6 separate regions of the Mus musculus genome follow, and regions 1, 2, 3, 4 and 5 are each linked to region 6. A link is a contact called in public HiCAR-type and promoter capture Hi-C data. All regions are on one chromosome and are shown on one strand. Each heading gives the region's core, a stretch centred on a gene start, on an enhancer-like site or on the middle of the called end of the contact. The rest is flanking DNA. Distances are from core to core; before and after follow the strand shown. Region 1 holds the start of Elmod1 (ELMO/CED-12 domain containing 1). Region 2 holds the start of Acat1 (acetyl-Coenzyme A acetyltransferase 1). Region 3 holds the start of Tmem266 (transmembrane protein 266). Region 4 holds the start of Cul5 (cullin 5). Region 5 holds the start of Rab39 (RAB39, member RAS oncogene family). Region 6 holds the start of Cib2 (calcium and integrin binding family member 2).

Region 1 (4,763 bases), core at 1,944-4,443, 580 kb after region 6:
GAGAGTTGAGGCAATGAGTCCTTCAAGCCTGACCAACTGCAGATCCAGAACCATCGCTGATGATACTCATAGATATTAATAGTCACCTTGAATCCAGCTGCCACTTCAACTTTGCACCCAGGACCCCACCAGTCTATAAAATTCCATTCTTCTACAAAGCATGGTGAATTTCTATTCACTTCTCAACTTTACACAACTAAGCAGACTTGCACAAGACCTAAAACATTTTAAGTCCATGGGTTTCCTATTTACTAAGAAAATCCATCCAAGAATTCTCTCTCAATTCCTAGTTCTCCAAATCACAATACTCAAAGCTCAGGCTAGACTGGGGATAAACAGATGGGCCTCAGCATCTACCCCACCCACAAAATTATCTAGATGAGACATTCCTCTTTGCTTGTTGCCCAATCTAGTCTTGCTAAAGAAAGAAACCTTTGGGTGGGGAAATTCTTAGTCAAATAGATTCCTAAAGAGAATGTTCAATAAGTGATGCTATCAAGGAGTATGTCACTATCCCAGAAAGACCTGAGTTCTGTGTTACTAAGGGTGAGTCAGCACTGAGCCTGAGGAGATGACAGAACACAACAGCTTCTAATTCTGCCCCAGCCTCTTCAGCTCTCCTCTGTGACTCTGCATACAGATCCTCCTCTGTGGACTCTTTATGCATTATTTGTAAAAGATAATTCACATGGTCTCAATCTCTTCGCTGTTGATTGCATGGTAAACTTTTGATCAAGTTTGGGGTTTTATGGGTTTTTTTGTTTGTTTGTTTTGTCTGTTTGTTTTTCCTGAGACAAGGTCTAACTAAATATATAACCCTGGAACTCTCTATGTAGAACAGGCTGGCCACCAACCCATAGCAATCTGGCTGCTTCGGCCTTCCAGGTGCTGGGTGTAAAGGTGTGCATCACACTTGGCTGCTGCTTCCTTCCTTCCTTCCTTCCTTCCTTCCTTCCTTCTTTCCTTCCTTTCTTCTTCTTCTTCTTCTTCTTCTTCTTCTTCTTCTTCTTCTTCTTCTTCTTCTTCTTCTTCTTCTTCTTCTTCTTCTCCTCCTCCTCCTCCTCCTCCTCCTCCTCCTTCTCCTTCCCCTTCTCCTTCTCCTCCTTCTCCTTCTCCTTCTTCTTCCTCTTCTTCCTCTTCTTCTTCTTTCTTCTTCTTCTTCTTTTCTAAATCCAAAAGTAACTCAAAACCCAGAAGAAAAAAAAGTAAATTTGTGGCTAATGGAAAAATCCATAGACCAGGCAAGGGCCAAGTTAAGTGTCATGATTGTGGAATTTATTCCACGGTTACTAGGAAGACCTGTTAAAAAGAATGTGGTCGGAAGGCCCAGCATTCCTGTAGTCGGTAAACTCACTGAGGATCCCCCACCCACTAGTCATCTGCTAAGTTCTTTAATAAAAAGATGAATGAGATCTAACCCTGGAGGTGCCCACATTATACAGTGTCAAAGTGGTTAGTCATTAGTCATCATGGACACCCATAATCAAACAAGCTTCAGGAGAGCTGGTTCTTAAGCTCAGACAACAACAGGATCGAGCGAAATACTTACACAATCCAGACAGCAGGAAGGTGCAATGAGTCAAATGATATATTTTGGAGAATAACTATTTCTGTAAATACAGATAATACATGAGAAGAGACTCATGAGATTTGGGAATCTCGGTTGACTTTGGCCATTTAACAAATACTGTTCCTCCAATTAGATAATAGATACAATACAACTGCTCTGTCTCCCACAACACACGCCTCCTACTCATTACTTGGGATGGCAAGTTCTTCCTACAAATAATTTGAGATTAGAACAGTTTTAGCTGATGGAATCAAATGAAAGGGGGAAAAAATCAATGGTTTAACAACAGACTAGCAAGGACCCACACATTTTGGTTAGCCTGAGGCCATTATTAATATTATTATCCATTGTTTCAGAGATAAGTCAAGTCTCGGTAGATTCATTTGATGGGTAACACAAAGTCAAAAACAACTTGACCTTTATTCTTGATAATACTCTCCATTTTAGGTATTTGTTGCCTTTCTCTGGTTTTGTGATTGTTATTGGACTCACTATGTAGACCAAGCTGCCCTCAAATTCAGGAAATCCACCTGCCTCTGCTTCCCAAGTGCTGCCGCCATTCTGGCTTGCCTGTCGTTTTCAACAGATTGTAAATTCTCTGAGGAGAAAAACCTGTCTGTCTTATTTGTTGTTGTTTTCTCAGCACATTGTTCCGTGCCTGCACAAAACAGTTGGCTTGGTTGTTTGACCTTCTTATACAGCAGTAACCAACTCTACTATGTGACAGCAGCGTGTCCAGATGATCTCTGACAGCCAGGCATTAACTTGTATTGCAGCCACGTTTCAGAGAAGGTAACATTGATCACAGAGAGTGAGTAGGTCGTCATGAAGGGGAACGGAAAGGGTAAGGTAAACCAGAAGATCGGAACACCACGAGCAAAATCAAAGCCTTTTGAAGAAGTCAGTTTCCCTGTGTTGTTCGGAAACTCTTATCTATGAAGACGTTCTACATAAAACCGAAAATAGGACTGAGGAAGGGTGTGGGTGTTCGGGAGTTCAGCCATTCCACTGCAAGAAGGCAGTGTTCCCCCCAAATAATTGCAGACCAGGATATCTATAATTTATCCCATTATACTTAAACTTGTAATGAGCTGTTGTTTATGAAACCCTCGATGAAACACAGGCCTGGGCCAGGGAAGACCCACCGGGGCTCTCAGTTACACCTAATTAAAGAACTGGCTCTTTGACAACTTCACCTGACCTGTCCAAGAATCAAGAGAGGAAGGGGATGCCTGGGGGGAGTCAGAACACACAGGAAAGCAAGTGAGGGTTGGGTATCTGAATTGGGAGGAGGTAAAAAAACAAATAAACTAAAAACAAACTTTGCCTTCTGGATAATCCACCTCAGAGGAACTGGAGAACATTCCTTGCCCTAGATTCTTCAGGAATCCCACTGACAGGTCTTCCCAGGTTCACAACCCTGGACTTCTTTAGGGGTGGTCGACTCTGACTCCTGCACAGTTAAACTAGGCCACTGCGGCCAAGTGCGCAGTTTTAACCCTTTCTTCCCACATTCTGGCGCGGGGGCCTGAGCTCACTCCTCCCCGCCGCGCCCGCGCCCCGGGGTTCCGCGACTGAGCATGCTCAGTAGCCGCCAGCGTCTTGCTCCCAGGGAAACCTCTGCACGCCCTCCCCAGCTGCTCTCGGTCGCCTCCTCTCTGCCCGCTGCCCAGGGTGCAACCCGGCTTGCAGGGCTCCACGCGACCCAGATTCCCGCCCCGCCCCCGCCCCTCCCGCGCCCGCAGCCAGTGCGGCAGCCGCGGCCGCCTCTGTCCAGCATCCGCTCGGGGACCAGCCGCGGCGATCACGGTCGCTAGTGCGTAGCAGGAGCGAAGGCGGAGATGGAGACCACACTGTTGCGATCCCAGAGCTGCTGAGCCCACCACTGTCTCTGCTCCGGTGAGTCGCGACCCTAGAGGAGCCAAGGGTGAATGCCCTTGGAAAAAAGAGAGGTGGCAGCTGACCTGTGTGTGTAGGGTACAAAATAAATGGGGACAGTGAGGGGACGTGAATGAAAGTGCGCACTACCTGGGTGCCGGAGCGCCCGAGTCACCCAAGACTAAATCCTCTTTCTCATCGTGAGCCGGGAAATAACAACCCGCGGCGCTGCGGGTCAGCGCTGGAAGCTGTTTGCGTCCCTGGGGCGCAGGTCGCCTAGCGACTGAACGCCACTGCTGGTGCTTAGGGAGGAATCCCAAGCGGGAACAAAGAGCGGCCTGGCTGGGGCAAGTGGAGGGTCCTGGCCCCTAAGGAGCCCTCTGTCCTGCCGGTCAGGCCCCGGGGCGGTGCCAGGCGGCAGAGTGGCAGAGCTGTAAACCAGAGGTCTCTGAGCCTCCACCCTGAGCCAGGTCTGCAGGGCTGGCGAGCGCACCTCCTTCTACTCCAGGAAACTCCACTCTTGGAGCATCTCCTGGGCAGGTGCAATTGAACAGGCGGGCGGAGAGCAGCCGTGAGGAGCTGTTAAAACAGGAACAGTGGAGCGAGGTGTGCTGTTTTTCCTAGTGCCTTTATTTCCAAGTGTGGGCACCAACTGCTCCCCCTCGTCGTGTTTCTGCTCAACCTCTAAGTGGCGAGTCCGGTAACAGACCTTATGAATATTTCAGAAACGACCTCACAGACTCGCTCGCTTCAGATCAAGTTTAATGAATATGTGTGTAAGCCTTTCTGCCCCGCACAAACAGATGGAAGCCCAGGCCACTGCTTGGAGCTCTCCAAATTTCATCTCTTTCTTCCCCACCAACAGAGAAAAAGACGTCGCAAATCCCCGCAAGCCTTAGACTGGTGTCATAAATTGGGGCTGTCATTTGGAGAGACCGATTTTAGGCAGCCACCCAGGCTTTGTTCTGCATCTCAGCAGTGTGTGCATGTTGTGTCGGTCGCTTGACAACCGTCCTTAACTGCTATTGCCAATATGGTGGAAAGCAGGTAGTAGCATGCCTACATTGGAATAAACGTCATAGTTCCTTGTTGTCTTATGACAACACGGAGTAACAACAGTCTTGGTCATTCTCTCCCTAGAAGTTTCATTTGAGATCAATCTGGTTGAAATTTTGCCAAAGGCACACATTTTTGTTTTTCCTCACCCTTAGGAGATATTTCTTCTTACCCTCTCTTATGGGAAAAGATGAGTGCTTTCTCTGTAAGACATTGAGGTTAAAAACAGCAAAATAATGTTTTATTTCAGGGCACTTTT
Region 2 (4,433 bases), core at 1,338-3,837, 950 kb after region 6:
ACACGCTTAGACTCCCAGTATGGCGGAGCCTGAGGCAGTAATAATATCACTGCAAGGTCAAAGCTAGCCTGGACTACAGTGAGTTCCAGGCCAATTAGGGCCTTGAGACAAAACCTTGTCTCAGAAAAAAGCCAACCCCCCCCCCCCAAATCTAATGGCTGTAAACAAAGAACCAATGCAATAGCTTTTTGGGGGAAAAAAAAAAAAAAAAAACAAGAATGACAACCTCCAGCTGAATTAGCCAAAATACAAAAATACAAATTAATAAAATTAGAGCAGAAAAAAATTACAATGAACATTAGCGTCTCGACCACTTTGAATCCTTATATTCCATCAAATTTGAAAATCTAGAAAAAATAAATTTATAGGCAATTATAGCCTGCTAAAACTAAAAAGAACACACATAACAATGAGATTGAAGTAGTAAGTAAGATGATTTTTGTGTCTGATAGCTGTGGCTGTCCTGGAACTCTGATCAACCTGCCTTTGCCCCCCAAATGCTGTGATTAAAGGTGTTCACCACCATGCCCAGCACAGATGGCTCAGTGGGTGAAGGACCTTGCTACCAATCCTGTCACCTGAGTTTGATCCCAGGGCCCTATGTTATGAAGAGAGAGCGTCTACTCCAGCGAGTGTTCTGACCTCCACATTCACGCTGTGGGACATTCATCCCTCCTTTGCCAATTACATTCCAAAACAAACAGACAAGCCAAAACTACCCCAACAAAACAAAAACCATGTTGAAGATGTGTAGGCTTCTTATAGAAGCCCATCCCAAAGCTTTGCCAATCACCCAAGACATTTTGATATAGTGAGTATCTTAATGAGGAAGGCACACCCCCACCATGCAAGGAAACGGTAGGCTTCATAGTGAAGAGATAGCTTAGTATACTTGCCTAGATTATATGAAGACCTGGGATCAATACCCACCTCTGTTGCCAGCAATCTAAAGGTGGACATTGGAGGAGTAGAACTTCAAGGTCATCTTTGACTACCTAGTGGGATTGAGTGCATCCTAGGCTACATGAGACTCTAACTTGAAAAACAAAACAAAAGTGGGGCTTATGGTTCAGCAGTTAAAAATACTATCAGCTCTTAGAAAGGACCTGGGTTCAGCTCTCAGAACACAACAGACAGTTCCCAACTACCTACAACTTCAGTTTTAGGAGTTTTGACGCCCTCTACTGTCCTCTTCAGGCGCCTGTATGCACTTGGTGCAGATACACAAAGGTGCATATACACATACACACACTTTACCCCAAAAGGGTCTGGGAAGATGATTCAGTGTGCAAAGTGTTTGCATCACAAGAAAGCGTTTAGAGCATCATCCATGTAAAGAGCTAGGCGTGGTGGCCCTTGATTGTAGCCCCAGTTCCATGGATGGGTGGATAGGGTTGAAGGAGTAGAGATGGTGGCTTATTAGCCAGCCATTCTAGTGCAAGGAGAGATAGACCCTGTCTCACAAAACAAACAAAAACAAAACAAAACAAAAAACACCAAACAAAAAGCAGCAGAGAGTCTCAGAGGGAGTTATCTGAGGTTTACCCTTGGCCTACACAGGAGTGCACACAATTACATGAAACAAGTCGACTTGAAGTAAATTGTTCAATTTGTATGTTGTGCCTTTTGTTTTACATCAAGGAAAATTAATGTCACAAGCAGAAAGATCTGCTATCCCCAACTGAAGATTCAAAGTCAGCAAATGGCCTGGCATAGTGCTTTTAATACCAGCACTAGGGAGGCAAAGACAGAAAGATCTCTGTGAGCTCAAGACCATCCTGGTCTACATAGTGAATTCCAGGATAGCCAGAGCTACACCGTGGGACCCTATCTAAAAACTAACCAAACAAAACCTAAGCAAAACAATCCTCCAACTAGCCTTAGCAATGGGTTACACAAATGTGAGAATTATCATGTAATATCAGTTAATGCACTGTTTCTGTTTTGTTTTAATTATTTGGAGACAGGGTCTCCGTCTGTAGTTTTAGTTGTTCAGGGACTCGCTATGTGGACCAGGCTGGCGTCGAACTCATAGAGATCCACCTGCCTCTTTCCTGAGTGTGTCCCATCACACCCAGCCTGCGGGGAGTTTCTTTGAAAGTTGATGTAATCTTATTATTACTCAGTGAAGTTTAGATAGTAATATGTATTTTACTTAGCATCCTACAGAAAAACAACTTCAACATTCTTTTAACGTAAGAAATTGGTTTATTTGTATTATAAATGAATATAATGGGAATTGCTGGAAACATTTACCAACATCCTTTGTCTGGGTAATACAGTCACCTGATCAGGCACGGCAAAGTGAATGGAAAGTCTCGGACTGCACGAAAACTACAGGCATCTGGAGGCAGAAACAACTGGCATCAACAATCAACAGTTTAGCGTGCACCACCTAGGTGTCAAGCCACGTGGTCATTAGTCCTTTTTTTTTTTTTTTTTTTTTTTTTTTTTTGGTCCAGGAGAGCCTCAGCTCAGTCCTCGGGCCAAGCGCCAGGCCCCGCCCTCTGGCTACGGGCCAATCGCCGCCAAGCGCAGCGATCTTGGACTGCTATTGGAGGAGAGGGTCGGGGCGGTGCCCGCCACGACGTCGCAAGCTCTGCGGTGGGGAAGTGGAGGCCGCGGCGCGTCTCTCTGCCCTTGACAGCCTTTCGCGTCTCCATGGCTGCCCTGGTGGCTCTGCACGGCGTCGTCCGCAGGCCTCTGCTTCGCGGGCTGCTGCAGGTGAGCAGGGTCGATTCCGGGGGTGGGCCGGGATCGGGGAGCCCACCAGCCGCCCGCGAGGTCCGTCCTCGTGGGCCACAGCGCTCAGCACCAGCGCCTTGGGGATCGAGTGCCTGCGCCGTCGTGTGTCAGTCCACCTGTCAGTCTGTGCTACTGTCACGCTCCGCATCAGCTGTGCAGCAAAGCTTGGGCCTGACCAGGCGCGATCCCAGACTGCAGAGAGCTGAGTCTCTCTGTAGGCCCAGGAGTTTCTAAGACGTTTTTGTGACCTTGTGATTTCCTTTTCCTTGTTTTTTTGTTTGATTGGTTTGAGTTTTGGGGTTTGGTTTGTATTTTGTTCCACTGGTTTTTCTGTGGAACCCTTGCTGCCCTGGAACGCTCTCTCTCTCTCTCTCTCTCTCTCTCTCTCTCTCTCTCTCTCTCAAGATCAGGCTGGCTTCGAGCTCATTGGTCTTCCTCCACCTGCAGAGTGCTGGGATTAAAGGCATGAACCACCACCTGGCTAATCATTGGTTTAATTAATTGTCTTAATCAGAGCTCAGGCACTATATGGCAATCAGAAGATTGTCTTAAAACTAACAAGATGGCTACTGAGACAGTACAAGAAATAATTTTTATTTGAAGTGAGTGCCTCGCTTCTGATGGTTGTGTTCGGCGAACACTTTGTACTTTCCAAAGGTGACATTCTAGACTTTGTCGGTCAGTCTTTAAGAGTCTGGAGTTAGGTTTGCGTGGTTTTGTTTCTGAGAAAATCAGGGTTCGCCGAAACGGGTAGTTCTGGCAATAGGAGCTGAAAGAGAGCATTGCTCTGCAAGAGATTGTGAAAGAATAATTGAGGGCCCGAGGCTTGGAGCTGGAAGCTGAGGGCAAACAAACTATAAAATGAATCTTACTTGAGTTGCTGCTCGGGCAAGAGGAGCTTGAGATCAAGGATTTCAACCCACGTGGGCAATTTGGAGATACCCAGTCTCCGAAAGATAAAAAAACAATAAGTACTGGGTGACTGCAGTAATAGGAAAGCCAGAGGGATAGTCTATTTTCTCATCTGGAGATGGGCAGAACCTCACTCGTAAAATAAGTGTTCCCGGGGCTGGAGAGATGGCTCTGTGGTTAAGAGCACTGACTGTTCTTCCAAAGGTCCTGAGTTCAATTCCCAGCAACCACATGGTGCCTCACAACCATCTGTAAAAAAAGGAATCTGATGCCTTCTTCTGGTGTGTCTGAAGACAGCTACAGTGTACTCATATGCATAAAAAAAAAAAAGTGTTCCCAAGAAAGACTCGTGTGCCTTTTTCCTTCTGACCCTTCCTTCTCCTCCCCTCCCTTTTCTTGCCTCTCTCCCCGCCCCAGCCCCACTCTCCTTCCTCCCCCTCCCCACCATTACTATTACTCTCTTTCTAGTGGTTTTGCTAACTAGGTCATCTGACTTTGAACTCCTCACTCCCCTACCTCAGCCTCTGGATTATCTGGAATTGAAAGAGTAGCCATCATGCCCAGAGGAGTTCTGGATGAGTAAGTAAGTTTCGCGAGGATGGCTGGAGAGAGGTCCATGAAATTAGGTTAACTGGGATTCTGGATAATGTGCCTGGACGAATTAATTAGATAAGCCAGGTAGTCAAGGTGTGTAAACAGAAGTGTGCAGAGCCGGCTTAGTCTACACTGGAGGCTTTATAACCAAGTGCAAACTATCTTCTGCATGATAAAAGTGA
Region 3 (4,689 bases), core at 1,633-4,132, 770 kb before region 6:
TCACCCTCCGTGAAAGGAATAAAAAGTCACACAGATGCCTTCATAATGGCCGGCATGGCTTTTCCAAGTTTACAAATGTTTCAAGAAAGGAAGACATAGTCCAGAATATTTGGTTGTTTGCTTGTTTACAGTTCCCGAGTCGACCTGTGCACAGAGAATGGAGCTCATCTGTGCATTACATAAAATTCTGTTTGCATGGAAGGCAACCAGTCTACCTCATGCTTGGCAATTATGAGATTCCTTCTTGGAGAAGATCCTGACACTTCCCAAGGGAAAGAGAGCCCTTTTCTTCCCCAGAAATCAGCAACACCTCTCTCTTTCTGCGTCCTCTTCTCAGTGCTGTCAGGACTCATCCCGAGTTTTTGACCATAGGCTTGGAAATCTCCAGGGCAGAAAAATTCCACCTCAGCATTTCCATAAGCACTGGAAATTGAATTATTCTAAAACGGAGTATTTTCTAAGAGGCAAATCTTCTATACAAATTGTCTGCTATCAGTAGACGTCAGTATCGTGATGGAGGTAACATTCTGCTCAAACCAGGCTCATGTCCAAGGAAAACAGCTTTTAGAATTTAGAGTAAACAATTTTATATATCTCACTTACTGTTATCTATCATAGCCAGTGTGTGCATCATTAAAAGCTGTGTCTTCCATATGATGTGCTTTCCAGTTAATTCTCTAAGTTCAACCATACCTTTCTCACTACTAGCTCCATTGCACAGCCTGAGTATAAAATCTAGCAACTCTGTTAGGTGAATTTTCCATTCACAAAACTATAACAGCTTGTAAGTCCATGAAAACTGCTACAAATGTGTAACCAAGTCCAACACCTGAGCTGTAAGAATGCACTTGTGAAAAGAGAGATTACATATATGTGTGTGTGTGTGTGTGTGTGTGTGTATGTATGTATATATATCTCCATAGTTAAATGGATACATTCTAAGAGCTTTTAGTGAATAGTTGCCATGGTTGTAGACACCAGACTGTGCCACATGGCTGACATGGAGTCATTTACCCCCTCATAGCACCCACAAGTGTGACAAGACAGTGGAGTGACGACCAGCAGTGACAACAAGAGATGGTGCTCAAACAGGTAGGGCAGGGCGAGGGTGTGAAGAGTACGCCAGCACCCACATGATCTGTAGGTACTTTGTGGGTTTAAACTGAACATAATTGATTATGTGAGGTAGTTTTAATGCAGGATGCCTTGGACCCTGTGTTTAAAAATAGGCTCAGTGTCACCACAAAAGAAATTACACGCGGTGCCACTCATGAACACCAGTTTCTCATCTTGGAAAGCCACAAAATTGGTACGGGATCTGTGAAATGGAAAATTGCATCAGGGCCTATGCGCTCACACGTGAACCCGATCTTAATGAAAAGACGGATGGGGTAGCAACACTGAAGTTGAATGCTGAGCCCCCAGCGTCCTGCAATCTGCAATCGGGTGTGATGCAGATGAACTGGATCTTTACCCTGCTCCTGACTGAGCGACCTTGGGTAAGTCAGTTAACCCCTTAAGTGCCAGCTTCTTCATCTCCAACACAGAGATGACAGCCTTGCAGTGAAGACCCAAGGAAATGAGCCACAAATGGCGTTTAGCTCAGCACTGGGTCCCTACAAGTACATCTCCTGGTTTAATGTGGTACCACAGTCCAGCTGCTGGACCCCCACAGCTTGCGAGTCATTTTCATTTTGTGCTTCCGGCTCTTTCTGTTCTTTTCACTATATTATTCCTGGGGGAGGGCCATAGGGAGCAGTTACATACAGTCCACTTTCCCCACTCTTCTTCACAGCCAAGTTAAAGCTAGGGAAATAGATAATATACCCTGAAGAGAAACCCAGTGCTTAGAATATGGTGATGTATGTATATGGAATATAAGTAAATCATATTTCAGTCTAAACTATATAATGGAAAAAATGAGAATTTATTTCAAAAGAAAGAATTGGCAGGCAACACATTTAAAGAGGATAGAATGGGGTCTTACGGACCTCATTATTTCAGTATTGGTGACTATGAAACAGAATGGAGTATGGGGTCTGACTTCCAACAGGTGGCTAGCTTTAATCGGCTTCAGATGCAAAACCGCGATGAGTCTGAGTAAGCAAGACTCAGATGCTCAATTCAAGGCCTCCTATTAACAATTTAGAAAGAATTTCTTTCCTGGGTTTAAACCTCCCTGGCAAGTTAGCAAGCAGGGAACTGTCTGCACCTGTCCTCGGAACAGTACGCCAGGCTGACATGAAACCCTCCATCCTTTCCAGACCGTCCATCCTGCCGCTGGGGCACCTAGCGACAAACCGGGGAAGCCCACTAGGAAGTGGTCACGACCAGCAAAGCCACAAACCCCTAGGGTGTGGGATTTCCACCTCTACACCACGTCTGAAAACCGAAAATAGGCGTCCACTTGCTATACTGCAATGGGATTCCCCTTAGAAGCAAACCTCCCGCACCCCCAGCTTTCATGTTTTATTAATAAATGCAAGATGGCACACAGAGGCAAAGAATAGGAGGGAAGGCATCCGCAGCTGGACCCGAACCAGGACAGTTTGCAAAAATAAATAAGAAGCATGTGACAAGCAGATCCCCAGTCTGGATCTGAAGACCCCGTGCTCCCCAGAGGATGGTCGTCCGGCTCCCCAGCCCGGGACATGAAGGTCAGCTGCAGGATCCTAGTCCTCCAGGGCAGTCACCCTGCAAACCACGATCCGGCCCCTACCTTTGCCTCCCTCACCCGCCCGCCCGGGCCACAGCCGGGGAAGCCCCGGCGGCTGCCGGCTGCAAGAACACGTACCTGCTGCCGGAGCTCAGGATTCGCTCTGCTCTGCAGCGCCGGGCCCGCGCTCCCGCTCCCGGGGCTCCCCTCTCCGCCCCCCCACCCCCCCGCCCCCTCGCGGCCCCGCCGCTCCCTCCGCCCCTCCGCCCACCCCGCTCGAGCGCGCGCGCACGCGCTTTCGGGACGGCGGCTCTCCCGGGCCCGCGCCTGCGCTCTCGCTGCCCGCTCCCGCTCCCGCTCGCGCGTTCCGGAGGCTGCAGAGGGGCCGCGCGGCTGTCTAGGAAACTGCGACCAGCGGGGGCCGCGTGTGGGCAGTCACCCCCGGCGAAGGGCAAGCGGGCCTCGTGGCGCGGGTGACAGGGGGCAGGAGCTCGAAGCGGAGGCTGGCTGGTGCGGCCGAGGGCGGGCGGGCGCCTGCGGTCCCACGGTACCGCCCTGGGTGCGTTTTCACACACTGTGCTGTGAGTAGCGGCGCGCAGTGTCCTCCGAGGTTTCTGCCTGCCGCCCCTGGTGTGTGCATTGCCCCAAGGAGCCTTTGAAGGCATTGCCCACCCCTCGGTGGTCCCCATCACATTCTCACGTGACAGATACACTGTGCGTGTTGGTCATGTATTGTAAATGAAGAGTTTTCTGCCCTTGAAGCGCCTGTCCCGATTGAGAATGCCTAGAGTAGACAGAGTGACTGAGCAATCTGGGGGTTTAAAAAAAAAAAAAAAAAGCCTCACGTGTGAAAAGGAAAAAAAAAAAAAGCTTACTGCTGTGAACAGTTTTTAAAAACAGTTTTTTAAAAATAGCCGCTTTCCTTTGGGGTTTTGGCCTTCTTATGTTAGATACTTTAAAGATCGGAAACCCTTCTTTCTCTAGGGCACAAAGTTCCTGAGTGACTTTGGGGTTCTCCCCCATTGGCTTCCCCTCCAGAATAATCACTATTTGGTTAGGTTCACGTGGCCTTCAGGAACGCCTGCGACTTTCTTGCCTTCTCTTCCACTAGCAAAACGGTAGAAATTAGAATTGAAAGCTTTAAAACCCAGACCATACATAGAACCGCCTGAAGGGCTCGGATCGGTTTTTTAATAGATACAGAAATGTCTAGACAAGGAATGTACATGGAAAAGTATGTCTTTGTTTAGTCCTCACCTACCAACATTTCTTAACCATCTGTAATGTCTAATTTCGGGGGGCAGGGGGTCCTTGGAGAAAACAGTTGTAGAAGTTATTTGGCTTGACAGGATTTCCCCCTACTGGTTCTAGGCATAAATAGACTGGAAAGTAGAAATGCTGTCCTCCCTCCATACTACCTCCCCGTGACCCCCCATTTAGTAGAACTACACTTAAGTTTCCTTAAGGGCTTTGAACAGCATTCATGACAGTGTTTCGCTGGTTAGCCATCTGGCAAAACATTGAGATACAAAGATTTCCTGAATTAGACTCCAATAACAAGCACAAACAATAATCCCTGGAATTAATGAGATTGCATGAAACTAATCACTCCCCACCCCTACCCCATGTGCCAGAAAATCAAGAGGGAGGAGACAGACTACCCTACCGAATGGGAGACATTGTTGGAAAGAAAGAAAAGAAAGAAAAAAGAAAGAAAACTCTCTCTCTCTCTCTCTCTCTCTCTCTCTCTCTCTCTCTCTCTCTCTGTGTGTGTGTGTGTGTGTGTTGTTAGTGGCTGAATCCACTCCAAGAGTTGTCTCCACTAGATTAGCCTGTAGACATAGATTGATGTTGAAGGGTCCAGCTGTGCCTTCCCACACTGTGGGCGGTGCCACCATTGGGTAGGTGGTCCTCCTTACTATAAGAAAGCAGGCTATTCAAGCTAGCAAGCAGTGTTCTCCCACTGCCTCTGCATCAGGTCTTGGCTTTGCTCAATGATGGACTCTAAACTGTAAGTCAAAGAAAGGCTAATT
Region 4 (4,946 bases), core at 879-3,378, 890 kb after region 6:
TTAGATCCCCCACAGAACTGGATCTTTCCAGACAGCCGGTATATTTTTTTACCCGAGTCATCTCTCTGGACTATTCTCCCTTCTATTTTTGCATCCTTGGCTTTTTTTTTCTTCTTCACTGTTCTTTTCACAATGTTTAATTAATACTTAAGGTTTCTGCCATGAGTGATAAATTCCAGCATTCAGTAATTAATCTATTAAAATGTATGGAATCAGCTGAGGTGGTGGCAAACTCTAATCCCAGCACTCAGGAGACAGAGGCAGGCAGATCTCCGAGTTCAAGGCCATCCTGTTTAAAGAGCGAGTTCCAGGAGAGTCAGAGCTACACAGAGAAATCTTTCTGTTGTGAAAAACAACAGAACAAAACCAAAAATGAATAGAATCATGTCTTGTTTGTTTGTTTGTTTTGTGTTTTTTGAGGCAGGGTTTCTCTGTGTAGCCCTGGCTGGCCTTGAACTCAGAAATCCACCTGCCTCTGCCTCCCAAGTGCTGGGATTAAAGGCGAGCGGCACCACACCCGGTTTTGTCATTTTTATTTTTTTAATGGACTATGATACCCTTTTTATTTTATTTTATTTTTAATGTATGTGAGTATACTGGGCCATCTCTCTAGCCTTTACATTTAATTTTTGCCATAGCACTATGCTATAGATGTTTTAATACTAATTTCACAAACAAGATAACTAAGGCCCATTGTGAAGTAGCAGATTTTTTTTTTAAGATTTATTTATTTTATGCATATGGGTACGCTGTAGCCGTCTTCAGACACACCAGAAGAGGGCATTGGATCCCATTACAGATGGTTGTGAGCCACCATGTGGTTGCTGGGAATTGAACTGAGGACCTATGGAAGAGCAGTCAGTGCTCTTAACCACTGAGCTATCTCTTCAGTCCTAAAGTAGCAAATCTTAACTCACTTTAAGTGCTATATTGTTTAGATAGGGGTCTCACTTTATAGCTCTAATTGGCCTGGAACTTAAGAGTGTGCTAGGATTAAAGGCATGCTCCACCACACCCAGCACGAAGCAGATATAAAGAACTCTTGGCCTTTTCCGAGGGAGGCGTATACCTATAATCCCACCAGTCACTCTGGAGGCAGAGGCAGGCAGAACTCTAGAGTTCTAGGTCAACTTGGTCTACATACAGAATTCCTGGCCATCCAAGAATACATAGAAAGTCTTCTTTAAACATAGCTACCTGGAATGCTTGGGGCAAAAGGAGTTTTCAGGCATAATATATGAAATAAAATCCTTCAGAGTGGAGCCTGAAAGTCTGCTTTTCTAAGTAGCACCCCAGGTTATATTAATATAAAGAATGCACTAGCAACGTTTGAGAAACTTTTGTTTTCTTGGGTTTTTTGACCTAGCTGTTCTGAAACTTGCTCTGTAGACCAGGCTGTCCCCAATCTTACGGAGATCCTCTTGCCTCTGCTTTGAGTACTGAGACTAAAATTGTTGGACAGTGAGAGATGAGTTTCAAAGAAACAAATTTGATACCAGGTGGTGGTTTCCCACACCTTTAATCCCAACACTTGGGAGGCAGAGGCACCTACCTCCACTCTCCGAGTTCAAGACCAGCCTGGTCTACAGATGGCGTTTCAGTACAGCCAGGGCTACATAGAGAAACTGTCAAAAACCAATCCAACCAACCAACCAAGCAACTAAAACCCCCAAAGGGTAGTATTAGGAACTTGCATAATGCATTAAATAACAGCTAACCTGAGAGATCCCTGTATAAATTACATTCTCTTCCCTTGATCAGAGATTCGTGATCAGAAGCGATGCAATTTGGAGAAAATACTATAGGGTGCTCTAGGATATGTCTTAAGGAACCCAAGATTAACAATCACTTCTTGAACAAGCAGGGTTTTTTTTTTTGTTTATAGGAATAACAGTACGTTTGTGCATCATTTATTAATTGACTGGGCGCCTTCTCTCAGTCAGCATTTCCTGAGGACAGCAGTAAGAAGCCTTCCAGGCTAATCTAATCCTGAGCTCTGAATAGCCATTCCGATCTGGGGCGAGCGCGTGAGGGCTGCGCCGGCTCCAGCCAGCAGAGGGCGCGCTCGCACCCTCCGCGCGGGCCTCGGGACCCAGTGGCTTGCTGTCGCCTGGGTTGCTCCCGAGCACGCCCCCGCCCGCCGCGTCACGTGACGCCGCCACGGACCCTGAGGTGCGGGCCCTAAGCCGAGATAAAGTCGTTGCCGGCGGCCCAAGCGGGTGCAAGCCCAGCGGCAGAAGCGAAGGCGAGCTGGGGAGGCCCGAGGAAGTGGCTACTACCTCTTCCCGGTCTGGTCGGCTCCCGGTCCCTTCCCACCATTCGCCGCTCGCGTCTCCTCAAGCGTTTGCATGCGCTCTCTCGCGTGGGCAGGCCGGGGTGACCATGTAGCTGGAAAGCCCGAGGAAGCACGGCTGCCCGGGACGAGCTCGGCGCTGACGGCACGCCGCTCCGGCGTCCCCCGCATCCCCCGCCGCGGCCTGCGGGGTCCTGCTGGGAACCCCGGCCTCTCGAGGAGGCCTGGCCCCGAGCGCCGCCAAGTCTCGCCCCGTCTCGCGAGAGTCCAAGTTGAGAACATGGCGACGTCTAATCTGTTAAAGGTAAGTCCCCCCGGCTGCAGCCGGGCTTTTGCCCGGCCATCGATGCGCTCGGCTCCCGGGGAAGGACCGGGCTCCGTGGGAGCGGCAAGATGTGTATGAGGAGAGCGGTTCGGGGTTGTCCACCGGAATGAGCCGGGGTGGCTGTTGCCCGAGCACCCCGACGCCGGGCCCTGGCCTCGGGGGTCCAGAGGACCTGGTGGGTTCCTCCCGCCGGCTCACCGACTCGCAGCGATGCTTTCAAGGGACCAACCCCGGCTGGGAGCGAGAGCAGTGTCGCTGGGCCGCACCAACCCATCATTGTGACTCTTGGGGCCCGTCCCTTCTGAATGGAGTGTCAAAGACATAATAGGGGAAAAAAATCCCAGCAAAATGCTGCCTAGCAGGTTTCAATGGCTGGTCCCCCCATGCTCCCCCAACCCCATTCCTTAATTTCTGTTCGCACTCTGCAGGAACTGTGAGTTAGACAGCAGTGCCTGCCTGCCACTTCACCTCTTTCCTCCCTTCTCTGAATGTCACACCTTCCCACCAGTTCTCTCACGCCTGGCCGTCTATTTCCACCTTTTCTCTGTCCCTTGAGGAACTGTCTCCCAATCCTGACCTCCCTTATAGGACATCGATGGCACCCGATCAAGTGCTGCTGTCCATCCTTTTAGGGTGTAGAAAAGTTTTCATTTAAAGAAAGCATTGAAAAGTTGTAAATGCCAGGAGAGTCCCAGGGCGAGCAGGTTATGTAGAATCATCTCTAAAAAAATGAGGATTGAGGAAGACAATTGAGGCGAGTTTGTGTTTTTTAGTAAGAATTCTGACCTGAACTTACTAACTGAAATATGGGACTAGTGATTACCTGAGGGGACATAAACACTATGTTCGCAGGCTGTGTGAATTAATAATAATAATAATAGATAATAATAGATAATGCTCCCTCCCCCCTAAAAAAGGGTCTCATTGGACCCGTCTTGCCAGAACTTGCTGTGTAACCTAGCTGGCCTTGAAGTCACAGAAATCCATTGTCTACACTGAGGCTGAGGGGAATGAAAAGGCCTACCTGACCCAGCTAGGAGTAAAGATAACTAGGATGATTTTTAAAGCTCTGCATTCCAATATGGTAGCACATACCTTTAGTCCCAACGCTCTTTTTTTTTTTTTTTTAAGATTTATTTAAGTATATGAGTACACTGTAGCTGTACAGATGGTTGTGAGCCACCATGTGGTTGCTGGGATTTGATCTCAGGACCTAGGAAGAGCAGTTAGTGCTCTTAACCACTGAGCCATCTCACCAGCCCTAGTCCCAACATTTTTGAAGCTGAGGCAGGCTGATCTCTGAATCCAGGCCAGTCAGGGCTGTCATTAGAGCCTGACTCAAAGCAAGAGAGAAAAAGAAGTACTGTAACTTCATGACAATATACTGGAAAGACCAGTAACCAACTGAGTGAAGTCAGATGCCAGAAATAGGAATTTTCAAAAAGATCTTTGTAGCTTTACCTGATCTTGGTACTCACTGTGTAGACCAGGCTGCTCTTGAACTTAAGAGAGGATTCTGGGTGTTCCCCACAAGGCCTGGCTGATAGTCTGATTTTCTATAGCTAGTACTGTTGTAATATGAAGGACATAATAAACAGACATTTGATTCTGTTATCTCTACATTGTCAAACATTTACCTATTTTAGTTGTTGGAACTTTTGGGGAGAGGGATTCCAAATACTCATATTTTGAAAAGTACTAATCATAAAATGGGGAGACTGAAGTTTGTCTTTGGAATATGTGAGGACCAGCCAGGGTCTGTCTATGATTTAATATATGGGATTATTAAATTCAGGGCTGTTACTACCTTGAGTAGCTATAGAGCTTACTGGGGAGTGGCCAAATTAGCATATTTTTTGTTGGACTAGTATATTGGCTTATTTGAGAAATGCCTTGGACTTATGCAAGTAGATTTTACCAAAGAGAGAATTAGCATGTCCATCGGTCAGACAAGAGTAGTGTGAGTCAGTCCCAGATCTACCAGCTGTACCTGACACATGCTGAATAATGAGCCCGAGCCCCTTCAGGGGGAAAATCTCAGCTTGCTTGTGACTTCCAGAAAGGTGGTTTTTTTGTTTTGTCTCATTTGTTTGGGGTTAGGTTGTTTTGTTTTTATAGTTGACAGAATTCAGAGAAATAACTACTAGTACATTTGAGAAAATAAGATTAGAAACTTTATGAAATTTCTAAGAATCTGATGCAATAAGATCTGCTTTTATATTGGCATTTTATTTTATTTGGGATCATGTTTTCTGGTTAGATCAAGTGAACTGTCAATTGGATTTTGGCAATTTTTTGAGTATGTAGTGCATATTTGACAATACAGTT
Region 5 (5,031 bases), core at 1,903-4,402, 850 kb after region 6:
TATACAGAAACAGAAATCAGTCTGTAATGTGTCTAGACACCACCTAACAGGAGCTCTGCAGCAGCTATAGCCTAATGCCTTTCAGATACCTGCAGCATTCCTATCTGTGGATTTTGCTAAAAGAACAAGGAGCAGCAAAAGGGGGGAGGAAGAGGAGGAGGAGGAAGAGGAAGAGGAAGAAGAGGAGGAAGAAAGAGGAGGAGGAAGAGGAAGAAGAGAAGGAGGAGGAGGAGGAGGAGGAGAAGGAGAAGGAGAAGGAAGAAGGAAGAAGGAAGAAGGAAGAAGGAAGAAGGAAGAAGGAAGAAGGAAGAAGGAAGAAGGAAGAAGGAAGAAGGAAGAAGGAGGAAGGAGGAAGGAGGAAGAAGGAAGAAGGAAGAAGGAAGAAGGAAGAAGGAAGAAGGAAGAAGGAAGAAGAAGAAGAAGAAGAAGAAGAAGAAGAAGAAGAAGAAGAAGAAGAAGAAGAAGAAGAAGAAAAGGAGGAAGACAAAAGAAAGAAAGTCCAGCCACCAATAGTTGAATGGGTACTGATTCATTTGCCTATTACAAAGCTGGTAGCACAGATCAACAAAGTCACATAGGAACCAGTATCTTTTTCACTTTCCCACTACCTTAGCATCCAGACTTTCCTCTTCACAAGATGGTTGTTATAATACATTCCGGGTAGGAAGAAAAAAGAAAGAAGAGTGAAAGGCATGCAGCTGAGAAGTAAATCAGAGCACTGGCCCCATCTCCTGGGTACCCAGCTTCAATACCCAGCACCTATATGTTAGTCCACATCCTGTTGTAAATCTGATGCTCCCTTCTGGGCATCTGCCTGCATCAAGCCCCCAAATGGTGCTCAGACATAATGCATTCAAAACACTCATATTCAAGAAGAGGAGGAATGGGGCTGGTAAGATGGCTCAGTGGGTAAGAGCACCCGACTGCCTCTTCCGAAGATCCAGAGTTCAAATCCCAGCAACCACATAGTGGCTCACAACCATCTGTAACGAGATCTGATTCCCTCTTCTGGAGTGTCTGAAGACAGCTACAGTGTACTTACATATAATAAATAAATAAATCTTAAAAAAAAAGAAGAGGAGGAAAAGAAGGAGGAAGATGAAAAGGTGGAAGACGAGGAGGAGGAGGTAGAGGAAGAAGAGGAGGAGGAGGAGAAAAAGAAAAACAGACAAAAAGGTTGCCATGCTCTCACAGAAAGAAATTATCTTTACCCAAAAATGCCACTCCTCTGTCTCAGAGGATAGAACCGTCACTTGGTTACCCTTAAACGGAGGGGTCCTGAGAGGTCAGAGGTGAGAATGATGAGAACAGGTAGGTTGAATCTGATAATTAGGGGGTCTCATGCACAGTTATCTGAAACAATTGTTTCATGAGAGTCTGCGGCATAGAAAGTGTATGAAGGTTTGTTAAAGATAGTCTTGTGGACAAGAAATGAGGGAGGAGGGCTCTTTTGAATACGTGAAAAGGAACAAGATGGTGGAAGCAAAGAAACATCACCGAGGGGGTTCTGATTAATTAGCTTTAGGACTGAGAACACTCAAATATGGTTGTAGGCAGAGGAGTAGAAACTAATAGTAGAGCCAGGTGGTGGTGGTGGTGGTGGTGCACTCTTTTAAGCCCAGCGCTAGGGATGCAGAGGCAGGCGGATCTTTGTGAGTTCGAGACCAATCTGGTTGACAACACTAGTTCTAGGATAGCCAGGGGTACATAAAAAACCCTGTCTCAACAAAACAAAAATAATAAATAAATAAACAGGAAGGAGGGAGGAAGAAAGAGGGGGAAGGAAGGAAGGAAGGAAAGTAGGAAGGAAGGAAGGAAGGAAGGAAGGAAGGAAGGAAGGAAGGAAGGAAGAACAATTGTAGAAGGGAGACAAGATACATACCACATAAAATAAAGATTGACTAATTGCAGACAGGGGCCTAAAGATGCATGGCAGAGGAAAGAAGAGTTCTCTGAAAGTCACGCTTCTTCCTCCAAAACAAAGAAAGGAATTAAGGATGAGTGTGATAGTTAGATGTTGCAAGAAAAGAATGAAATGGTTGGCAAGAAATTTGCACAGTCCTAGCTGTCCTGGAACTCACTCTGTAGACCAGGCTGGTCTTGAACTGAGAAATCCATCTGCCTCTGTCCTCTGTGTAGCTGACACAGAGAGTTACAGGATATAATCTTAAACTTCTGATCCTCGAGCCCCATGTGGTGGAATAATAACCGTGGGCCACCATATTTGTTTTATGCGGAGTTGGGGACTAAACCCAGGGTTTCATGTTGCTAGGCAACTCTACCACCTGGGGGCTACATCCCAGTCCAGAAGAGAACACAGTAAGGTCTCACCAACATTTAAATTACGCTTCGTTTATTAGGTCTTTGGTCATACGCAAGCAGAGGGCAGCTATAGACCGAGAATAATGATGACTCGTATGAGCTTCTCAACATTTTAAGTTTTTCCCAGGCTGAAGGGCCCCAACGAGCATAGGGCTAGAACCATCCTGAAAACGCTGTGGCAAACAGCAACAGGCAATCCTTAACAGAAACTATCAGAACTAGTTCTGCAAATTTGTTTTCTTCAGAGGAAACTGTCAACTGGAATCTTCTGAGAACCCGGACACCACGAATCCACATACAGAAGCCTGACTGACTTTCAAAACTAGGGTCTTAGTCTGAAGAGAGCCTTCGCAGATGCGTGAGAGAAAATGACTCTCACTTCCCATTGGCTGACCTTTCTGGAGTTTAGCCCTTGAGTACATTTTCATTGGTTGCTATTGCTGTCACATCCTTTCGCCACACCCATTCCTTGTCCATTTCCAGCAAGATCTGCACTAGAATACGCTAAGGTCGTCTAGAGTTCTGCTACTTCCCTATCCCCTCAGCCGACGCTCTCGCCGCGCCCCTCTAGTTAGAGGCCCCGCCCCCGCACGACCAATGACCCGCCTCTACAACGTCAGTTCCCTCCCCTTACAGCTGGGGCCCGGCCCCCTGCCCGACGCAGCTGCTCTGCAAGTTAGGTTCCCGCCCCCAACTCACGATCACACCCCTACCTACGGTCCCTTCCAAACTCGTGGCCCCGCCCTCACTCTCAAGCCCCACCCCAATCAGACCAAGTCCACGCCCCCTGCCCGCGGCCCCGCCCCTCCTTCCCCAGAGGGCGGCTACCAGGCGGCGGCCGCAGCCGCAGGAAGATGCTGGAAGCGGGCGGGCGCGCGCCGCGTAGGTGCTGAAGGGACAGTTCCTTAGGCAGAACTTGCTCCTGAGCGCACGGGGCACGTAGGCGATGGAGACTATTTGGATCTATCAGTTCCGCCTTATTGTGATCGGAGACTCCACGGTGGGCAAGTCGTGCCTTCTGCACCGCTTCACCCAGGGCCGCTTCCCAGGGCTGCACTCCCCCGCCTGCGACCCCACAGTCGGCGTGGACTTCTTCTCGCGCCTGCTGGAGATTGAGCCGGGCAAGAGGATCAAGCTGCAGCTCTGGGACACGGCGGGGCAGGAGCGCTTCAGGTAGGGAGGCACCCGCCACAGGCTCTCGAAAGTGCTAGCGCTCGGTGCTCGCTTCCCCTTCGCCCCTCCCCTTCCAGGGGCGACTTCCTCCTCCGCAGTTTCTTCTTTCTTTAGTGCGGATTTCCTGCGCCCCCTTTCTGTCTCCTTTCCTGTCCGAATCAGGGTCGCCGGTCTTTCCCAGCTCTGTCTGCTCCTCTTGGCCGTTTGGGTCCCTTTGGCTCCACCGCTGCCTTCTCCCCAAACTCGACTTCGCTCGCCGTTCACACACACCCTGCCTCAGCCACCCTCCTCCTAGCACCTCCTCCAAGCCTTGACCAAGCCTCTTTCAGGCCCGGGAAATATGCCAAGTGGGGTTCCCAGGTCTGTGAAAAATCTTTAGTTCTCAGCAAGCAGAATTCCAGACGGGGTTCCAGCCCTCGGAACGGTTCACAGAGAGATGCATGCGGTAATGGTTTAAACATCTGAAAGCACCGAGTGTGGTCATCAGAAAATTCTGGGCCATGACCCTCGGGAGTAGGTCTTGGAAAACAACTAAATGCAACATCGGAGTCACTGAGACAACTAAGGGTGTGTGTTTGCATTTATAGGGTGAAGTTTCCTTTAAAAGTTTGTCACCTTTGACGCTTTGGTGTGAAAAAGATAATACTGAGGGTTGTCTGCAACCCTTCCTTTATTTCACTGATGGATTCGTAACATTCTGTATGTGACAACAGAAGAAAGCACTTTTCTAAATGGGGAGAGAGTCAGTCTCAAGTAAATAGTCTCATTCTGGTTGTTTACTGGGGAACCTGAAAGATTGTATAAAGTCGACTGGCCTTACAGAAAAAAAGTAAATGAAACTGAATTCCTTGGATAGTTGAGATTAAATCACATTTAAAGCGTATTTCCAGTTTTTGAGATCGAAGAGTACTTTGTTCTAGAGCAAAGTAAGAAAGCTGATAATGTAGGGAATTGTTTCTTTAAAAATCATATGATCGGGGCTGATGAGATGGCTTAGTAGGTAGAGATGGCTTAGAGCGCACTGACTGTTCTTCATTCTGAAGGTCCTGAGTTCAAATCCCAGCAACCACATGGTGGCTCACAACCATCCCTAATGAGATCTGATGCCCTCTTCTGGTGTGTCTAAAGATGGCTACAGTGTATTTACATATAATAAAAAAAATAAATCTTTTTTTAAAAATCACATGATCAATTGGAACTCTTGTAGGCAAGCATTTTTATATCTCTCAACAAGTACTTTTGCTTGTGAAATAAAGAACTCCGTTAAGGAACTTAACAAATGTGGCTTGCCCTCATTCAGCCAGCATCCATTCCAAGAGAGTTCAGCCTACATGTGTAAAGTGTTCAACATTCAGAAGTTTGGCTTCTAGTCAGAGTGTGATAGGACAAGCCTTTAATCCCATCACTCGGGAGGCAGAGACAGGCAGATATCTCTGTGGTCTCAAAAAAAAAAAAAAAAAAAAAGTGAGCCGGGTGTGGTGGCAGACGCCTTTAATCCCAGCACTCGGGAGGCTGAGGCAGGTGGATTTCTGAGTT
Region 6 (4,758 bases), core at 1,630-4,129:
GGGATTTTGCAAGCTGTGTTTTCTGAATGTCCATCTGTCAATAGACTGTGCACATCTTCCATCAAGGCACCTGAAGCATTAAGTAAGATGAGCCCCTACTTGTTCCCAAGAGTAGAAGTGCCATTACAGTTGAAGAGGAGAATGCAAGAAATATATGTATATGTATGTGTATATATATAGCCAACATATACTATATTGGTATTTAGAATATATAGTACTGATCACTACACTCTTCAGCTATACTTCTCAGTTAGGTGTTTGGCACCAAACTAAAGTAGGAAGAAATCCTCAAAAAGCTCAGATGAAGCTCCTAATAGACTTTAAACAAGATTTAAAGGGACCTTTTAGCTCTGTGTGTGTGTGTGTGTGTGTGTGTGTGTGTGTGTGTGTGTGTGTATGTATGCATGTATGTATATGTATTCATCTCTCTTTACCAGTTGTACTACCTGCTCAGAAACAACAGGCTGAGGTAGGAGGGTTGTGAACTCAAAGCTAGCCCGATCTACATGGCAAAGCTCTTTCTCAGAAAAACAAACAAAATGCCTAGAACAACCACCACCAAACAAACAAGTAAAAAACCTGTTATGTAGAATCTTGTTTCAATGATTATAGCAACAAAAACTAGACTGCATATCATATATCTTCTCAGTCAAGCTTTAATTACAAGAAAAAGGTGTGAGGCTGGAGAGATGGCTTCCAGAGGACCCAAGTTCAGTTCCAGCTCCCATAGCAGGCCTTCAAAACTACCTGTCACTCTATCTCCAGTGGATTTGGTGGCCTCTTCTGACCGCCCCAGGCACTGTACTTATGTGCACATACACACACACCTACACACACACACACCTACACACACACATATGATGTATGTAAACATATATACACATATATAATTATATATAATTTAAAAATAATAATAATTTTAAAAAGAAGTAAAGGTTTTGTTGAAGAAGTAACAGCACTCAGGGCTGGAGAGTGAGATGGCTCAGCTGTTAAGAGCATTTACTGCTCTTTCAGAAGATCTGACATATCTGCCAGCTTATAGCAGTCTGTAACTCCAGCTCTAGAGACTGTAACATCCTTTTCTGGTCTCCACTGGCTTTCACCTACACATGGCAGGCATATAGATGTAACATACATAAAAATAAATCTTAGAAAAAAAAAAAGGCCTGGTGAGATGGCTCAGTGGTTAAAAGCACTGACTGCTTTTCCAGAGGTTCTGAGTTCAATTCCCAGCAACCACATGGTGGCTCACAGCCATCTGTAATGGGATCTGATGCCTTCTTCTGGTGTGTCTAATGACAGCAACAGTGCACTTATTTATAATAATAAATAAATCTTTGGGCCAGATTGAGCAGAGACTGAGCTAGCAGGGCCAACCTGAGCAGCAGAGGTCCTAAATTCAATTCCCAACAACCACATAAAGGCTCACAACCATCTGTACAGCTACAGTGTACTCATATACATAAAATAAATTAATAAATAAATCTTAAAAAAAAAAGAGGGCTGGAGTGATGGCTCAGCAGTTAAGAGCACTGACTACTCTTCCAGAGGTTCTGAGTTCAATTCCTAGAAACCACATGGTGTCTCACAACCATCTGTAATGGGATCTGATGCCCTCTTCTGGTGTGTCTGAAGAGAGCAATGGTGTACTCATTAAAAAAAAAAAAAAAAAAAAAAGAGTAGAACAACACGGCCCCAAAGTGATGTAAGCCAGGCAAAACTGGACAATACTGGTATGTCGCTTTTGTTTGTTTTTTTTTTTGGTGGTGCTAGGGACTGAACCCAGGGCCTCATGAATGTTAGGCTAGCTCTCTGCCACTACACTATTTCTCAGCTAAATTGCTTTTAGTTACTATATTCTGTTTTCTGAGATATAGTCTCATGTACTACAAGTTGGCCTGAATCAGCTAAGGATAACCCTGAACTTCTGATCTTCCTGCCTCTGTCTCGAGGGCTGGGATTACAGGAGACCATACTCATGTAGCTAATCTCAGTTTTGGCAGCCCATGATGGACTTGCCTCCCAGCGGAGCCACCAGGAGCCTTTGACTCAGGTTTCATGCAGCCCAGCTGTCCCAAGAATAGACAGTAAGGACAACTCCATTGCTAGTAGCCTTCCTTGTGGGCCACTGATAGGTCCCAGAGTTGCCAGGACTCCTGAACTTCCGTGTGTCTGGAGGGCTTTTCCTAGCGGTCACCTTGATGGGGCGGCTGAAGATAGCCAATCGTTTAGGAGGGTATTGGTTAACCTCCTCTACCCTGCCTGCATTATTAAATTTCGTGAAGGCCTCACTTAGCAGAGTGGATGTAGGGAGTGATCTAGTTACTTTCCTTAAGGTCTTGAACCAACTGAGTAGTGTAACCTATTGTTACCAGAGCCCATTCCTCTGCTGAGGTAGAGTTTGCTTCGTCTGTTTCCTTTTTTAAAAAGTTATTTTATGATTTGAGTGTTTGACTGCGTGTATGTCGGCTTTTTGAGGATGGACCTGACTTGGGTAATCCCGCAAGCTCAACAACACACCTATTCTCAGTCTAGGATCAGAGGCCGGAGGATTGTGCCTGTTCTACCACACTAATCCATGGGATTTTCAGGCTCACAATCGCCAGGACCGACCCGGGGTGCCAGTCAGTGTGCTGGTTGGAACGGGAGGCGCACTCAGTGTCCAGTAGTCAGGCGGCCCTATGAGGCCACCGCTTGGCCACCTCAGTGTGCTGCAGCAGCATAGACTGAGCAGGCCTCTGTCTCCAGGGAGAAGTCACCTCTCGGGCCCCGCCTCCTTCCACCAGGCTGCGCCTCCGCCCCAATCCGGCCCCCGCCCCCGCCTAGGCCCGCCCCGCCCCCGGCCCCGCCTTTGCCTCCCAGCCCCTGCACCCCTCCCACTGAACTGCGGGACCCAGCGGAGCGGGCCAGGCTAGGCTGGCGACGCTGCCCGCTCCCGGGCTGGCAAGGGCCGCGGGCACCGGGCTCGGGGCTCCAGACGCCGCCGATGGGAAGCAGCACTCGAAAGGGCGAGAGACGACGCCGCGGCCACCCATACCATCGCGGTCACCATGGGGAACAAGCAGACCATCTTCACTGAAGAGCAGCTGGACAACTACCAGGTGAAGCCGGCGCGCCGCGGCCCCTGTAGTCCTCCTTTTTGTCCTTTTCCCAGGCCTCGCAAAAGCGGACTCACAGAGGTTCAAACCCTGCCGCTACCTTCAGCGCGCAGCGTCGCCTTAGGTGGATGACTTCCCCTTGACGAGCCTCAGTTTCCCAGGCCCGGGAATGTTAGAACATTCCAGTTAGAGTATTCTGTCAGATGCGCCTCACCCACCCCGTCTTCTCTTCCTTATTGACCTTCTTTCTGCCCTCCCAAGCTAGACCCCAGTCATTTCTTCCAGCCCACTGGGCATGACCCTCATCCCAGAAAGGGCTTGGTGTAGGGGGAGGACAAGAGGCCCCAAATGCAGGTTACAGGTTGGGGTGTGTTGTTTATATAACTACGTACCCACATCTCTTAACCTATTTTGTGATCCTAGTAGCCCTTTCACCCCGGATTCTTCCAAGTTCAGAGCTAGCTGTCCATATCAATGATCTCACAGCCCCCAGCCATGTGAAAACTTTTCTGTAGGTATGCGAGGGAACCTTATCTCCGGGCTGGCCCAGAGTCTTGCTCAGTTGCTTTAGCTCACCATGTAATGTCTCCGGACTTTCAGGGAACAACAGCTGTGGAGTCTTCTTTTTATCGCCTAATAGGTTAGGAGTGTTATGTCATATGTATTCCTATCTTAGATGTGTGCAACTTTTGTGAATATTCAGTTAGCGTGGAGCGGTTACCTCCAGTGTGACCCAAGTGATAGGATATGTATTGAGAAGAGCTCTAGTGGACAGGGGAGGTCAATAGCTCTTGGTTTGACTAGAAGGTTCAGAAAGAGTGCAGAGCTTGCATGAGGACTTGGGAAGTCAGGATTTTTTTTTCTGCCAGAAAGTTCTGGAAGGAGGCGTTTTAAGTGGAGGTAGATGCAGGCAAAATAGCCCAAACCCAGGAGAGAAGAGTGGTCTGGGGAGAGTGGGGAGCCTGCATCCCCATTAGGACCAGCCCGGCATTGGGTCAGACCCAGTCCAGTGTTGAGTTCTGATCCTTTGCCAGGGCCCAGCTAGACCCTGCCAGGGGAAGGAGAGCCATGAAACACGAGAGCCCCACATCTCCTTTCCTCTGGCTCTCTAGCATGCCCAACCCGGGCCGCATGGGGGCCCCAGGGTTACATTCCCTTTTCCAAGTAACTCTGGGCTTCCTGGAACTTCGCAGTCTGGTGGTCTTCCCTCCCTGAGGCCAGATGCCCGGTTTCCTGCTCGCCAGATGCCCCTGCAAGATGCCCAAAGTTTCGGCTACCGCCCTGGCCACGTATGTGCATGGCACACTCCTCTCTCATCCTCTCACGTGCCTACGCAGGGCTCGCTGCCCCCCCCCCCCCCCGTCCGCCATCCCAATGCTATGCTTCAGCCCATGCCTTCAGTTAAGAACTAGCCCCACATATGACTCAGCCTTCTTTGCATCTCACCTTGAGATCCCCTCATCCATCTCAAGACTGTGACCCTGGCCAGCCCTCCAAAGCCTCCTGGGGACAGAGGTCTAACTGGAGCTTCCTGGTCCTGTGGTCTTCTCTTTTGTCCCTCTTCTCTTCATTCTCTCCTTCCATCCCCCACTTCCTCTTCCCTCCTTCCTTCATCCTTCTATCAAGAGACAGCATATGCCTCACTAGAGTTGGGATGTCT

What was found. Promoter capture Hi-C pulls out the DNA fragments that hold promoters and counts their contacts. HiCAR-type assays count read pairs that join an accessible place to other places. Capture Hi-C pulls out chosen DNA fragments and counts their contacts.
Region 1: a promoter capture Hi-C map of embryonic stem cells shows a contact between it and region 6, with 4 times the contacts expected there. The contact joins the promoter of Elmod1 here to the promoter of Cib2 in region 6. A contact is called at or near these places in 4 of 39 promoter capture datasets (cranial neural crest, embryonic stem cells, hippocampal neurons and 1 more), 1 of 484 Hi-C or Micro-C datasets (Th1 cells) and 1 of 115 datasets of contacts at active chromatin or transcription factors (stem cell-derived neural progenitor cells).
Region 2: a contact with region 6 is called in a promoter capture Hi-C map of liver, with 2.2 times the contacts expected there. The contact joins the promoter of Acat1 here to the promoter of Cib2 in region 6.
Region 3: a promoter capture Hi-C map of adipose tissue shows a contact between it and region 6. The contact joins the promoter of Tmem266 here to the promoter of Cib2 in region 6. A contact is called at or near these places in 2 of 39 promoter capture datasets (cranial neural crest and liver), 1 of 115 datasets of contacts at active chromatin or transcription factors (pancreatic cancer cells) and 1 of 9 other capture datasets (adipose tissue).
Region 4: a contact with region 6 is called in a promoter capture Hi-C map of stem cell-derived epiblast-like cells, with 3 times the contacts expected there. The contact joins the promoter of Cul5 here to the promoter of Cib2 in region 6. A contact is called at or near these places in 10 of 39 promoter capture datasets (the 3T3-L1 cell line, embryonic stem cells, hippocampal neurons and 5 more), 1 of 484 Hi-C or Micro-C datasets (muscle stem cells), 2 of 115 datasets of contacts at active chromatin or transcription factors (astrocytes and bone marrow-derived macrophages) and 1 of 9 other capture datasets (adipose tissue).
Region 5: a contact with region 6 is called in a HiCAR-type map of astrocytes, with 2.4 times the contacts expected there. The contact joins the promoter of Rab39 here to the promoter of Cib2 in region 6. A contact is called at or near these places in 5 of 39 promoter capture datasets (embryonic stem cells, hematopoietic stem and progenitor cells, liver and 2 more) and 1 of 115 datasets of contacts at active chromatin or transcription factors (astrocytes).

The regions. Positions count from the first base shown.
Region 1 is chr9:53,973,731-53,978,493 of GRCm38.p6, reverse strand. Elmod1 (ELMO/CED-12 domain containing 1) reads left to right here and starts at 3,193. Exons shown (of 11, transcript NM_177769.4): 1 at 3,193-3,469.
Region 2 is chr9:53,608,504-53,612,936 of GRCm38.p6, reverse strand. Acat1 (acetyl-Coenzyme A acetyltransferase 1) reads left to right here and starts at 2,587. Exons shown (of 12, transcript NM_144784.3): 1 at 2,587-2,724. The coding sequence starts at 2,662.
Region 3 is chr9:55,325,106-55,329,794 of GRCm38.p6, reverse strand. Tmem266 (transmembrane protein 266) reads right to left here and starts at 2,882. Exons shown (of 11, transcript NM_172923.4): 1 at 2,795-2,882.
Region 4 is chr9:53,664,689-53,669,634 of GRCm38.p6, reverse strand. Cul5 (cullin 5) reads left to right here and starts at 2,128. Exons shown (of 19, transcript NM_027807.4): 1 at 2,128-2,597. The coding sequence starts at 2,574. It overlaps Gm16124 (predicted gene 16124), which reads right to left and starts at 2,542. Exons shown (of 2, transcript NR_166653.1): 1 at 2,280-2,542.
Region 5 is chr9:53,704,353-53,709,383 of GRCm38.p6, reverse strand. Rab39 (RAB39, member RAS oncogene family) reads left to right here and starts at 3,152. Exons shown (of 2, transcript NM_175562.3): 1 at 3,152-3,495. The coding sequence starts at 3,269.
Region 6 is chr9:54,558,311-54,563,068 of GRCm38.p6, reverse strand. Cib2 (calcium and integrin binding family member 2) reads left to right here and starts at 2,879. Exons shown (of 6, transcript NM_019686.6): 1 at 2,879-3,101. The coding sequence starts at 3,051.